Regions from separate parts of the Mus musculus genome. Here all the other regions are linked to region 1. Evidence: chromatin contacts called from public ChIA-PET and Hi-C data. All regions are on one chromosome and are shown on one strand. Each heading gives the region's core, a stretch centred on a gene start, on an enhancer-like site or on the middle of the called end of the contact. The rest is flanking DNA. Distances are from core to core; before and after follow the strand shown.

What was found. Hi-C and Micro-C count contacts between places; a contact is called where the count stands out from the background. ChIA-PET counts read pairs in DNA pulled down with a chosen protein or histone mark.
Region 2: a contact with region 1 is called in an RNA polymerase II ChIA-PET map of memory CD8 T cells, with 16 read pairs. The contact joins the enhancer-like site here to the promoter of Prkd2 in region 1. A contact is called at or near these places in 3 of 115 datasets of contacts at active chromatin or transcription factors (memory CD8 T cells, regulatory T cell precursor and thymic regulatory T cells) and 1 of 9 other capture datasets (pancreatic islet).
Region 3: a Hi-C map of regulatory T cells shows a contact between it and region 1, with 5 times the contacts expected there. The contact joins the enhancer-like site here to the promoter of Prkd2 in region 1. A contact is called at or near these places in 4 of 484 Hi-C or Micro-C datasets (B cells, CD4 T cells and regulatory T cells), 5 of 115 datasets of contacts at active chromatin or transcription factors (bone marrow-derived dendritic cells, embryonic stem cells, memory CD8 T cells and 2 more) and 2 of 9 other capture datasets (adipose tissue and liver).

What each region holds. Positions count from the first base shown.
Region 1 is chr7:16,841,217-16,844,672 of GRCm38.p6, forward strand. It overlaps Prkd2 (protein kinase D2), which reads left to right and starts at 1,686. Exons shown (of 19, transcript NM_001252458.1): 1 at 1,686-1,817; 2 at 2,266-2,647. The coding sequence starts at 2,408.
Region 2 is chr7:16,329,035-16,332,367 of GRCm38.p6, forward strand. It overlaps Sae1 (SUMO1 activating enzyme subunit 1), which reads right to left. Exons shown (of 9, transcript NM_019748.3): 8 at 1,579-1,648. Among named protein-coding and RNA genes, the nearest start is that of Bbc3, 21 kb to the left of the region's middle. Within about 2 kb of position 1,262, at least 16 of the 459 cell types and tissues checked have an H3K27ac peak or open chromatin away from gene starts, as enhancers often do. A contact at or near this core is called in memory CD8 T cells, where this site is marked.
Region 3 is chr7:16,049,838-16,053,331 of GRCm38.p6, forward strand. No RefSeq gene overlaps it. Among named protein-coding and RNA genes, the nearest start is that of Gm32059, 5.4 kb to the left of the region's middle. Within about 2 kb of position 2,229, at least 341 of the 459 cell types and tissues checked have an H3K27ac peak or open chromatin away from gene starts, as enhancers often do. A contact at or near this core is called in B cells, adipose tissue, bone marrow-derived dendritic cells and 5 more, where this site is marked.

The sequences.
Region 1 (3,456 bases), core at 436-2,935:
TGCCTGCTCAGGGGCTGAGAACAAAAGCCCCTTTCCTGCCCCATGCCCACTCTTGGACTGGCAGACAGCAGGAAGGTAGGCCCACCAGACCCAGGCAGAGGGCAGGATGTGCAGAGCAGTACAGAGTTCCCTCCCCTTACCCACGTTTAATGTCGGCTGGTGGGAGTTAGGCCTTCATTGCCACAGTGGGGAAGGACTGGAGTCCCATCATACAGAGCAGGGTATGAGCCACTCTGACATTCCAAACAGCAGGCACAGCATGTTCCACAACCCCCGCCTTCTAGACCTGCCCCAGGGTCACGGGGTAAAGGGGGCCGTGAGTCCCAGAAGCAGGCAGTCAAACATGCTGGGGACATGCCTGTCTAGAAGGTACATGTAGGCATGTGGTTTTTAGGGGACACTCATTAGCCAGGCTGTGAGCTCCACGTGGCCTTGCCTCCCCCTGTCCCTCTTTGCAACTTCCCCAGGTGGTAGTTTGGGTTTTCACTCCAGCCTCAGACTTCCTTCCCCAGCCTCTGCCCCCGGATGTGGTGACAGCCAGCACTGTACCCACCTCAGCTGCCCCCAGCAGCGCTGAACCAGTAAGGGGGGGCCCTTGTGGACAAGTTGCTGCTCTCTTAAAGCTCCAGCTACCTGGATGTGAAAACTAATTGGTAGCCACTGCCTGACTACTGGAGTAAAAGTCAGAACGGCTCTTGATGGAGTTAGAGTTGACTACACAGACTCACAGGCTCTCAGTTGATGTTAGCTTTTTAGATTTCCTGTTATTGCACTACTGTTTATTTCAGAGAAGGGTGGAGGTCAGGACAACCCACAGTAGCTCAGCTGGTTCTCCTTTGACTATGTGAGTGTACAGGATTGAACTCAGGCCAGTGAGCTTGGCTTCAAATGCCTTTCCCCACCTGGCCATCTCACCAGCCACATGTTGGATGATTCCGTTAACACACCCACCCAGACACCCCTGGATGTTTTCAGTGCCTTCCCTTTCCTCTGCAAAATCAAAGGCAGCCACATCAACTCAACTTTAGCAGTGTCCAGGCACCACCTGTATTTCGGCCTCATGACAGAAAAACTAAGGCTCACAGTGGAGAAGTCACACAGCCAGAAAGATGTCGGCACTTGGTCTCACAGGAGGTCTATCAAGTGGTGGTGTCCTTTGTCATGCCACCTTGGTTGGAGGGACAGGCTTTGTACCCTCAACTCTCTGGAGAGAAACCTGAAATTAAGCTCTCTTGTGCATCCTAAGGCCTCCTCGACTTCCCACCTTATATACTGGGCTTTTGAGCTGGGGACGCGCGCTTTTGTGTGTGTGTGTGTGTGTGTGTGTGTGTGTGTGTGTGTGTGTGTGTGTGTGTGTGTGTGTGTGTTGGGGGCAGGTTGAGTAGCAGAAACTGTAAAGCCACCGGACTTGACAACGATTTCCGACCCTTTCCCTGCGGTGGGCGCCGGATGCGTGCCAGTCTGACAGCTCACTCCTTCAATGACAAAGCGCCTGCCCCTCTCGCGTGCCGCGGTGAACTGCGGCGAAAAGTCAACTTTCCAGGCTGGACTGTGCAGAGGAAACGCTGACCCTTCCGCCCTCCTACCCCCAGCCACCAAATTCCCCCCAACTCCCTGGTGCGGGGTCCCGCCTTCCCCTTCCGTCCCAGTAAGGCCCGCCCTGTGATGTCACGGTGCCCTGCTTTGATTGGCCAGCTGTGCCATCGCTCCTGAGACTTCCTTCTGGGCCGCCGCTGCCGACTTAAACTTTGAAGGGGGAAAAATAGAGCTACCCGCGCTGTGCGACCCTCCCTTGTCCCCGACCCGCCCCGCCTTCGGTAACGCTCCCTCCTCCGCCGCCCCTGATCCAACTTTCCTCCGACTTTCACGACCTGTGAGAGTCTCTTCTTTCAGCCCTGGCCCTGGCAACCCCTCCTCATCCCCGAGCCAGTCGGGTTCCTACGATCCACTAGATCCCTGGTCAGACTCCCGTTTTCTACCCCCAAGGCAGAGCATCTTCAGGCCTGCCCTGACTTTGGTCCTGCCGTCAAACCCACCGGATCCTGGCATTCCCTCTGCTTTGCTCTCAGCCTTCTTTCTCCAGGGGCCTTGGATCGCAGTGTCTTTTGATTCCAGGGACCCTGCCCTACCCGACTTTCTTTCCTGGTTTCTTCCAACCTTCCAATCTCTGGGTACCCTTCCCCAAACCACTGTTTTTCTTTCTGAACTCTGCTCTCTTGACTCCCGGCGTGTGACCCACTAGATGCCTTTTCTCTCATTGCCCAGGATCCCGCCATCCTCGCGTCTCTCAACCTGACAGATTTCTCTCTCAAATGCCTGCGTTCTTACCACCACCGCAAGAGAGCTCTCGGATCTAGGTCCCAGGGTCCTTGGTGAGCTTTGGGCGGCAGATCTGGATCTGGCCCCCATGGCCGCCGCCCCCTCCCATCCCGCAGGACTCCCCGGCTCTCCGGGGCCCGGGTCTCCTCCGCCCCCCGGTGGCTTGGATCTCCAGTCGCCGCCACCTCTGCTGCCTCAGATCCCGGCTCCGGGTTCGGGGGTCTCCTTCCATATCCAGATCGGATTGACCCGAGAGTTCGTGCTGTTGCCGGCTGCCTCAGAGTTGGCTCATGTGAAGCAACTAGCCTGTTCTATCGTGGACCAGAAGGTGAGGGCATAGGGGGCTCTCATGATAAAGGAGGAGGCTTTGGAGGTGGCCTGAGATTGTTGGGAGGCCAGAGAGGGGCCTAGGTGACAGACGAGGAGGGGCACTACACCCTAGTCGTGTCCTCACTCCACCACCGGTTTCAGAGAGGCCCGGATAGGGGTGGGGTGCCCAGAGGCCTCCCCAAATTGCCTGTCGCTGCTTGTTGTTTTCTGCAGCGAGCAGGGAGGAAGGGAGGGGCCTACCAGGTGTGGAGTTGGGAGGAAGGGGCAAGTGGGAGCAGCTGATCAGGAAGAGCTCTTCTGATGGGCCCATCCTGGGCCTCCGGTCTTTGGAAACAGTAGAAATTGAAGCCATACTGGCCATGGTGATCGGGTGACATGTGTGAGTGGGTGTGTGGACAAGCTGCCAGGGGCAAGCAAGGTCTCGGGGTACAATCCCTATCCTTTCCCAGGCCTGAGATGGGGTGTGAAGGAGCAAGGCACTCCTGTGTATCTCCTTGGCACCCCCCAAAATCCCTGCAGACCCCTCTCCCCGCCTAATCAATGCCCCTCCTGCTGCTCTTAGATTTGGCTATCCAGGTTCCTCGCCTTGAGTATCATGGTCAGAAGGAACCAAGTGGGACTAGATGCCCAAATCCTAGGAAAATTTACAACCCAGCTGGTAGAGCACTTGCCTAGCAAGCAACCCCCCCCCCCCGGGTCTATCCCCCAACCCTAGGAGGTAGAGAGGAGCATGCTTTTTCAGTAGTTCAAGTGCCTGGTGGTGAATATACGAGAAGTTCTGAGTCCTGAGTGGTTGAATAATATGAC
Region 2 (3,333 bases), core at 12-2,511, 510 kb before region 1:
AGTGAGCGACTAGAAGGATACAAAGGAGGGAGGGAGGAGGAAAACCTGATCTGCGGGACTTTCACACTCTCCCTCGAACTGCTCCCAAGTACTTTTAATAGGTGCTCAGAGCGAGGGCCTCAGATGCAGGCCTTCCTGCCAGCTGGCTGTAGTGTGCTAAGCAGAGGGAGTGGAGGGATGAAGGGACAGGGCAGAGGGTGAACATGGGGCAAAAGGTAAAGTGATTCTCAAGCAAGTTGGGGTACGAGATTCCAAACACACCCAGCAACCAAGAATGTAGAGTGCTCTGGCTGTCTGGGGTAAACAGAAACAAGATGCTGAGCAACAGCTGTACCCAGCAGGCAGGAAGGAGGGGGCAGCATTAAGACAGGGATGTGTAGAGAAGCCACCATCAACAATGGTTCCAGGCCACCTGCCCCAGCCTCCACTCTCCAACCTCACCTCCCCCCAGGGCAAACAGTGCCATGCGAGTCTCTGGAGTGGTGCTATTAGGGCAACATCTGCAGAGCCTCTAGGTTCTCCTGTTTCTCCAGCCCTTGCTGTCTAGAGTGTAGAAGTGGGGAGACTTGGGCAAATGAGTTTAGACCAGAGAGCAAATCAGCAAAGGAGACAAAAAGATGGTAAAGCTACAGGATTCAAGGAGACCCCAAGTCAAAGCAGCAAGAACCAGTATCTCCACACACTGCCCTCCTCAGTCTGAACGTGAAGAGACGTGGAAGTCAGCCAGCCAGCCATGTCTCTGTCCACAAGAGACATGACTACAGACACTTCTGCAGAAGAGCTGTCGTGTGGCTCATGTTTGCATTCCCAGCACTCAGGAGGCCAAGAGTCAGCCTGAGTTGTCGAATAAGATCCTATCTCAAAAGACAAAAACAAAACAAAACAAAACAAAAACCAAACAAAATTAAAGTTTCTGAATTTAGGAGCCTTGGGCATGCTAAACAAACACTAGCACTGAGCTACACCCTAGCCCTGCATAAGACAAACTTAAGAAAGTTGGGCAAATATTTAAGTCTCCAAAGGAAATAAAATCTACTTCAAAGTTTGCCATAGTTTTAGCAAACCAGGGGACGGGGCGGGGAAGGAAAAAAAAAGTTTTAGTAAACCAAATATTCTAGAAGAGTTACATAGTTCCTAGACCTAGTCTTCTTTTAAGTCGTTAACTGTCATAACAGGAGGTCACAGGTCACTGTAGAGCCACTCATGTGGCTGCTGGTAGATCACGCGTCCTATAGACACTGAACTTAACCCTCCTCTACACATACTCACAGCATGCAGAATAAACAGGGTGCCCTGACACCACTCTGACGGATGTCGGTTAGGGTCATAGCTGTTGGATCTCTTTTCTATGTTTTCCTCTTAGATGGAAACCTGCTCACACGACTGGTAGAGCAGACAAAGTGGCAACTATAGGCAGCATCCAAGACCACTAGCTGGCTGGCCCATGATGGCCTGAGTACAGGGCCAGGGCATGCAAGGTTGAGGGGCTAGAGAGCAAGCAGGTCTGCCACCCCTTGGCTCTGTGAGTGTGCGGGCAGGGCCTTGAGGTCAGCCGTCAGCTCCACATGATGACTTTACCTTCACAATTTCCTGTGCCAAGATCCCTCCAACCACAGCACATACTGGGGCCATCTCAGAGAAGCAGTACCTAGAAGACAAACAAGAAAAACATAGCACCAGGGCACAGGAAGGTAGAGGGGTGGGGACCAGCCAGGGGCTGTCCTGGATAAAAGTCCTAGTCAGAGCCCAGTGCTAGAGCTGGTATCCAGGCGTGAAAATTAAATTTGACCCCAGGGGCTCTTAAGTGGGTGGGGAAGACCTTTAACTTTGCAAAGCATGAATTCCTTCACATGATTCTTTTTCTTTTTTTTAAGTTCAAGGAAACACTATATCTGTGCTTCCTAAAAATAAGGTCCTACAAACACCAGATGTGTGAGTGGCCCCAGCACATTCTCGCAATTCTCCTCTCGGCACACGGGCAGTGGGTTCTTCTGTATGCTATTCCCAGAACCATGGGCGAGCAGGCTGTGTTACGTGCTAGAATAAATAAAGTAAACATGGGTACAGCACAAAGTCTGCACGACCCTCATCGGCTAGAGTGCTCAGAGGAAAATCTCAGGAGAGCCCAACTGGCCTCCTCCAATCACCCTCCTGGGGTCCAAAACACAGAAGGAGCACTTTAGAGGAGCAAAGTGGGACATCAGGCCGCCATGATCCTCTCACACAGGCACATATGCCTTTTAGACATCTTTATTATTTTTTATTAATTAATTTTTTTACACTCCATATTTTATCCTCCCACCCCGATCCATCCTTGTCTTCTAGACATTTTTAAAGGTGTGTCACCTATACACATAATAACATAAACCCAATTACCAACATCTATTTTTTGATCTGGTAAACCAATGGTTGCTGTTTAAACTGTTTTTGTGGAACCACACATCAACCATCCATCTTGGTACTGAGCTTCGAATGTCTCTTAAAATGACACGTGTATGTCAATGCTAAAATACACTGCAGACAGGACTGCTGCATTTTAGACATGGCACATAGAACATAACAAAGTAAACCCCAATGACCAGGTGTGGTATCACTGTTCCTTCTATCACAAAACCAAAGAGAAAATAGAGTATGCAGTTCAAGCTGGTGCTGTCCTGAGTCCTCCTCCTTCAGCCTCTGGAGGGCTAGAGATACAAAGTGAGGACCATTCCCACTGCTAGCTTGTGTTGCTTGTTTTGTGTTTTGCCGGGGGAACTTAAGGTGCTCTACCACCCTGTCACATTTTATTGGCCCTCTTTTTACTTTTTGAGACAGGATCTCACTAAGGTGTTCAACTTGACCTTATAATCTTTCTGCCTTTACCTCCTGAGCAGCTTACATCACAGGATGCACTGCCACATCCAGCTATTTAACCAAACCAACCAACCAAACAACCAACCAACCAAAAGCTACTCACACACCCACATCCTACATGTTAACATTCCATAGTACTTTGGTTTTTTTTTGCCTCCTTAAAAAGTTTGAGGCTAGCCAGGCGTGGTGGCGCACGCCTTTAATCCCAGCACTCGGGAGGCAGAGGCAGGCGGATTTCTGAGTTTGCAGCCCACCTGGTCCACCAGGACAGCCAGGGCTGCACGAGGAGTAAACATTCAGACCCGAGTTTCATCCCGAGCACCCACATGAAAGCTAGGCATGCTGGAGAGAAGATGACATGCAGCGTTTCCTGACCAGCTAGTCTAGCCGATCAGCAAGACACACAGTCAGTTAGAGACGCTGTTTTAGAAACGACAGAGGAAGGCCAACCAACTCAACCTCTGCTCTCTCCACCCATGT
Region 3 (3,494 bases), core at 979-3,478, 790 kb before region 1:
CCCCAAGGGGGCTGGACGTGCAGAATCACTACATTTGGGAGATGTGGGCTGGACAATCAATAGTTCAAGGTCATCCTCGACTACCTGAGGACTACAGGAGAGTTTGTCTCAAAAAGTCTCAGGACTTGCCCAAAGGAGAAAGGGTTAGCCTCCATTTTCACCAAAAGGGAAGTGTTTTGTCCAAGATCATCCAGGAAGTGGGACCCAACCCTCTGCTGAAAATGTCCTCTGTGCAAAATGACCTGACCTGGGTGGCATTTGGTTGTCTGTACCAGAGCTACCAGCACTGGAAAACTCAGAACTTAAAGCAGGACAAAGAGCTAGATGACTTGAGGTCAAGGGGTTGACTTTACATGAGCTTATACATTCACATGGGAAACGTGTTCTAACTAGCTGCATCAGGAATTCAGTGAGAGGCATGCATTCCCTTGTTCTTCCTGCCTCGCATCCACCTTAGTTTATTAGGTGAGGCAAGGAGCAAGCAAGTTACAGCCTCAGTTTCTCTACATGTAGATCATGCTCTACAAGCACCAGATTTCATTTAATTTAGTGTTTGGAGAAAGAGGTCTTGCTACATAGCCCAGGCTGACTTTGAGCTGGCTATTTCCTTGCCCCAGCTCCTCCAAGTGCTGTGCTACCATGTCTGTCTAGGTTCTGGGTCTTTCTGCACTGTGGTATATCTTCTACCCCTATGATGGTACTCAGCACTTAGTATACAAGAAAGGTTAGCTGAGGGTTCAAAGTCATCTTCTGATGTCCAGCAAGTTCAAAGCCTGGGCTACACAAGACCTTGCCTCAAAAACAAAGGTTTGCTGGAAAGATACTATCTATGACGAATACCCCAGACCTCTTAGCTTAGGCGAGGGCTGTAAACACACGCTACTTGGAAGTCCTTGGCTGGGTGTGGAGGAGCCAAGACAAGCCAGCCCCCAAGCTGAGCAAGAGCTGGCACAGACCTGGGAGATCAAATGGCTATTTTCCCTGAGCATCCCTGAAAGCCCATCCAGGCTTCCAAGCTAGTGACAAGAGCCCAAGGTATTCAAAAAGCACTGTGGGGCTGGTGACACAGTTCAGTTGCTAGAGTTTATCCTAGGTCCACATACACTAGGCATAGTGGGCTGCACACCTATACCCCAACACTCTGAATGTATTCAGGAGCATCAAAAGTTTAGGATCAGCGCTTGGAGACATAGCTCTGCGGTTAAGACTTTGAATTACTCTTACAAGAAGACCCAGGGACTGTTCCCGGCATCCATGTCAGCTTACAACAGCCTTTAATTCCAATCCCAGAAGAGTGCATGGATACCCTCTTTTAGCCTCCTTAGGCACTGGAATTCAACGTGTATATATTCAAACAAGAATACCATAGTTCGAAATAAAAATCAATTTCCAAAAACAACAATAGTCAATCACATATCAAATCTAAGGCTCACTTGGGCTACACATGACCCAGCACATCTTTAGTTCTAGCACTTGGGAGGCAGATGAAGGTGGGTCTTTTTGAGTTCAAGGCCTGCCTGCATAATGAGACCCTTACTTGATGAAGAAATAATATTTTTTAAAGAGCTCAGATGGTGCCGGGCAGTGGTGGCGCACGCCTTTAATCCCAGCACTCGGTAGGCAGAGGCAGGCGGATTTGTGAGTTTGAGGCCAGCCTGGTCTACAAAGTGAGTTCCAGGACAGCCAGGGCCACACAGAGAAACCCTGTCTCGAAAAACCAAAAAATAAAAAATAAAAAAAGAGCTCAGATGGCTGCTGCTTCTTTCTTTCTTTCTTTCTTTCTTTCTTTCTTTCTTTCTTTCAAACCTCTTTTGCAGGTTAAACCCAGGGTCTCACACAGCAAGTCACCATCCCTAGCCTTCTTTTTCACTTCTTATATTGACAGGGTCTAAGTTGCTAAAGTTCAGGGCTTGAACTTGCTATCCTCCTGCCTCAGCTTCCTTAGCTGCAGTGATGACAGACCTGCACCACCAGGCTAGGCTGACAGTTTTAATTATGATAGTATAGTGGAAAAGAAAAGGTAGAAGCCCCGTGTTCTTGCTGTGGACAAGGCCAGATATTGGAGAACTGCCTTGCCCGAAGGGCCTGACATCATCTTGTCCTCTGAACCCTCCTCCAGCCTTTTTCCGCACATTTCTGCATATGCCTTAGCTCTTATCAGAGCCCTGAGCCTTTCAGAAACTCAGCTCACTACAGCCCAGCTCCTACCCTGGAGAACCTCGTCAGCGCCATCTGTCTACAGACGGTGTCAATAGCATCCGCTTAATAGCCTAGGTGGGCTTCAGTCTTGCTCTGTAGCCTAGGGCGGACCTGGAACTCTCCTGACCCCCCAGCCTCCACCTTCCGGGATTACAGCTTTAACCACCACGCCTGGATGGTGCTGTGAAAACCAGGGCTTCTTAGATAGTAGATTAAGTACCAACTGCACCACATCTCCAGTTCTATTTTTCAGTGTGTGTATGTTTCTCTCCTTCCAACACGTGGTTTCTGGAGATAAATTTCAGATCAAGTTTTGGTGGCAAGCGCCATTATTCACTGAGCCACCTCGTCAGCCCCTCTTCCACCTCCCCACCTCCGGATTTTAAATAAATGGCTTCCTCCACTGAAAGTAGAAACACTTCCCCGCGGCTCCTGTCAGGCAATGGAAGCTTCAAACTTTGCGCCCCAATTGTTTCATTATCCGAGAAACTGATGGCACACGATTGGTGCATTTTTTCTTTTGCATATAACACTTCAACAACCAAAGCCTGACTCCCGTCCTGAAACACTCCTGCCTTTCCAGGTTGCTTTAAATAAGGGTGAGAAGAGAAAGTTTTTACGAGACTTCCAAGGGCCCGGGTCTTGGTGGCCAGGAGGAGGAAGAGAAGGGGATTCCTTCGTAGTCTCTGTCCTCTAGCTATACCCTTCCACTGTGGCCATAAGGTACCCCTTCTGAGGACAGCCAAGACCGGAGCGCTGTAATCCGGCAGCAAAATCAGGCAGCGATTAGCCCAGCCCGGCCTGGGGTCCTCAGCACCGCAAGTGCGAGGGGCGGAGTCTGGCCTTTGATTGGCCGCATGTGGGGGCGTGGCCACAGCTCCGCCCCACCTCTACCCCCCACACACAAGATAAAATAGGCTTCGCGCCCTGGTGCTCGAAATTATTCGTGTAGTGGGTGTGGCTTATGTTTGTTTACACGCTTCTATTGGCTGCATTTGAATCGGCCCGAGCGGGTGGGCTTCGGAGGCGTGGCCTCGGAGGGCGGGGCCGGCGGCTGACAGCTCTTAGAGTACCGAAACGCTAATGAGGGGATTTTGGATCTGAAGAATCCTTTTGGGGTTTCTGTCAGCTTCCTTAATAAAGGCCAGTCAAGAAACTGAGGCGCACGTTTTTGTAAACATTCCTAAAACAAAATAAAACAAAAACCATGACTATGTTTTAAAAAGCAGATGCAACCTAGCTGGCCAACAATGAAAAACTCTGAAATCAGCTATGATCCTGGCCCACAGTGGGAC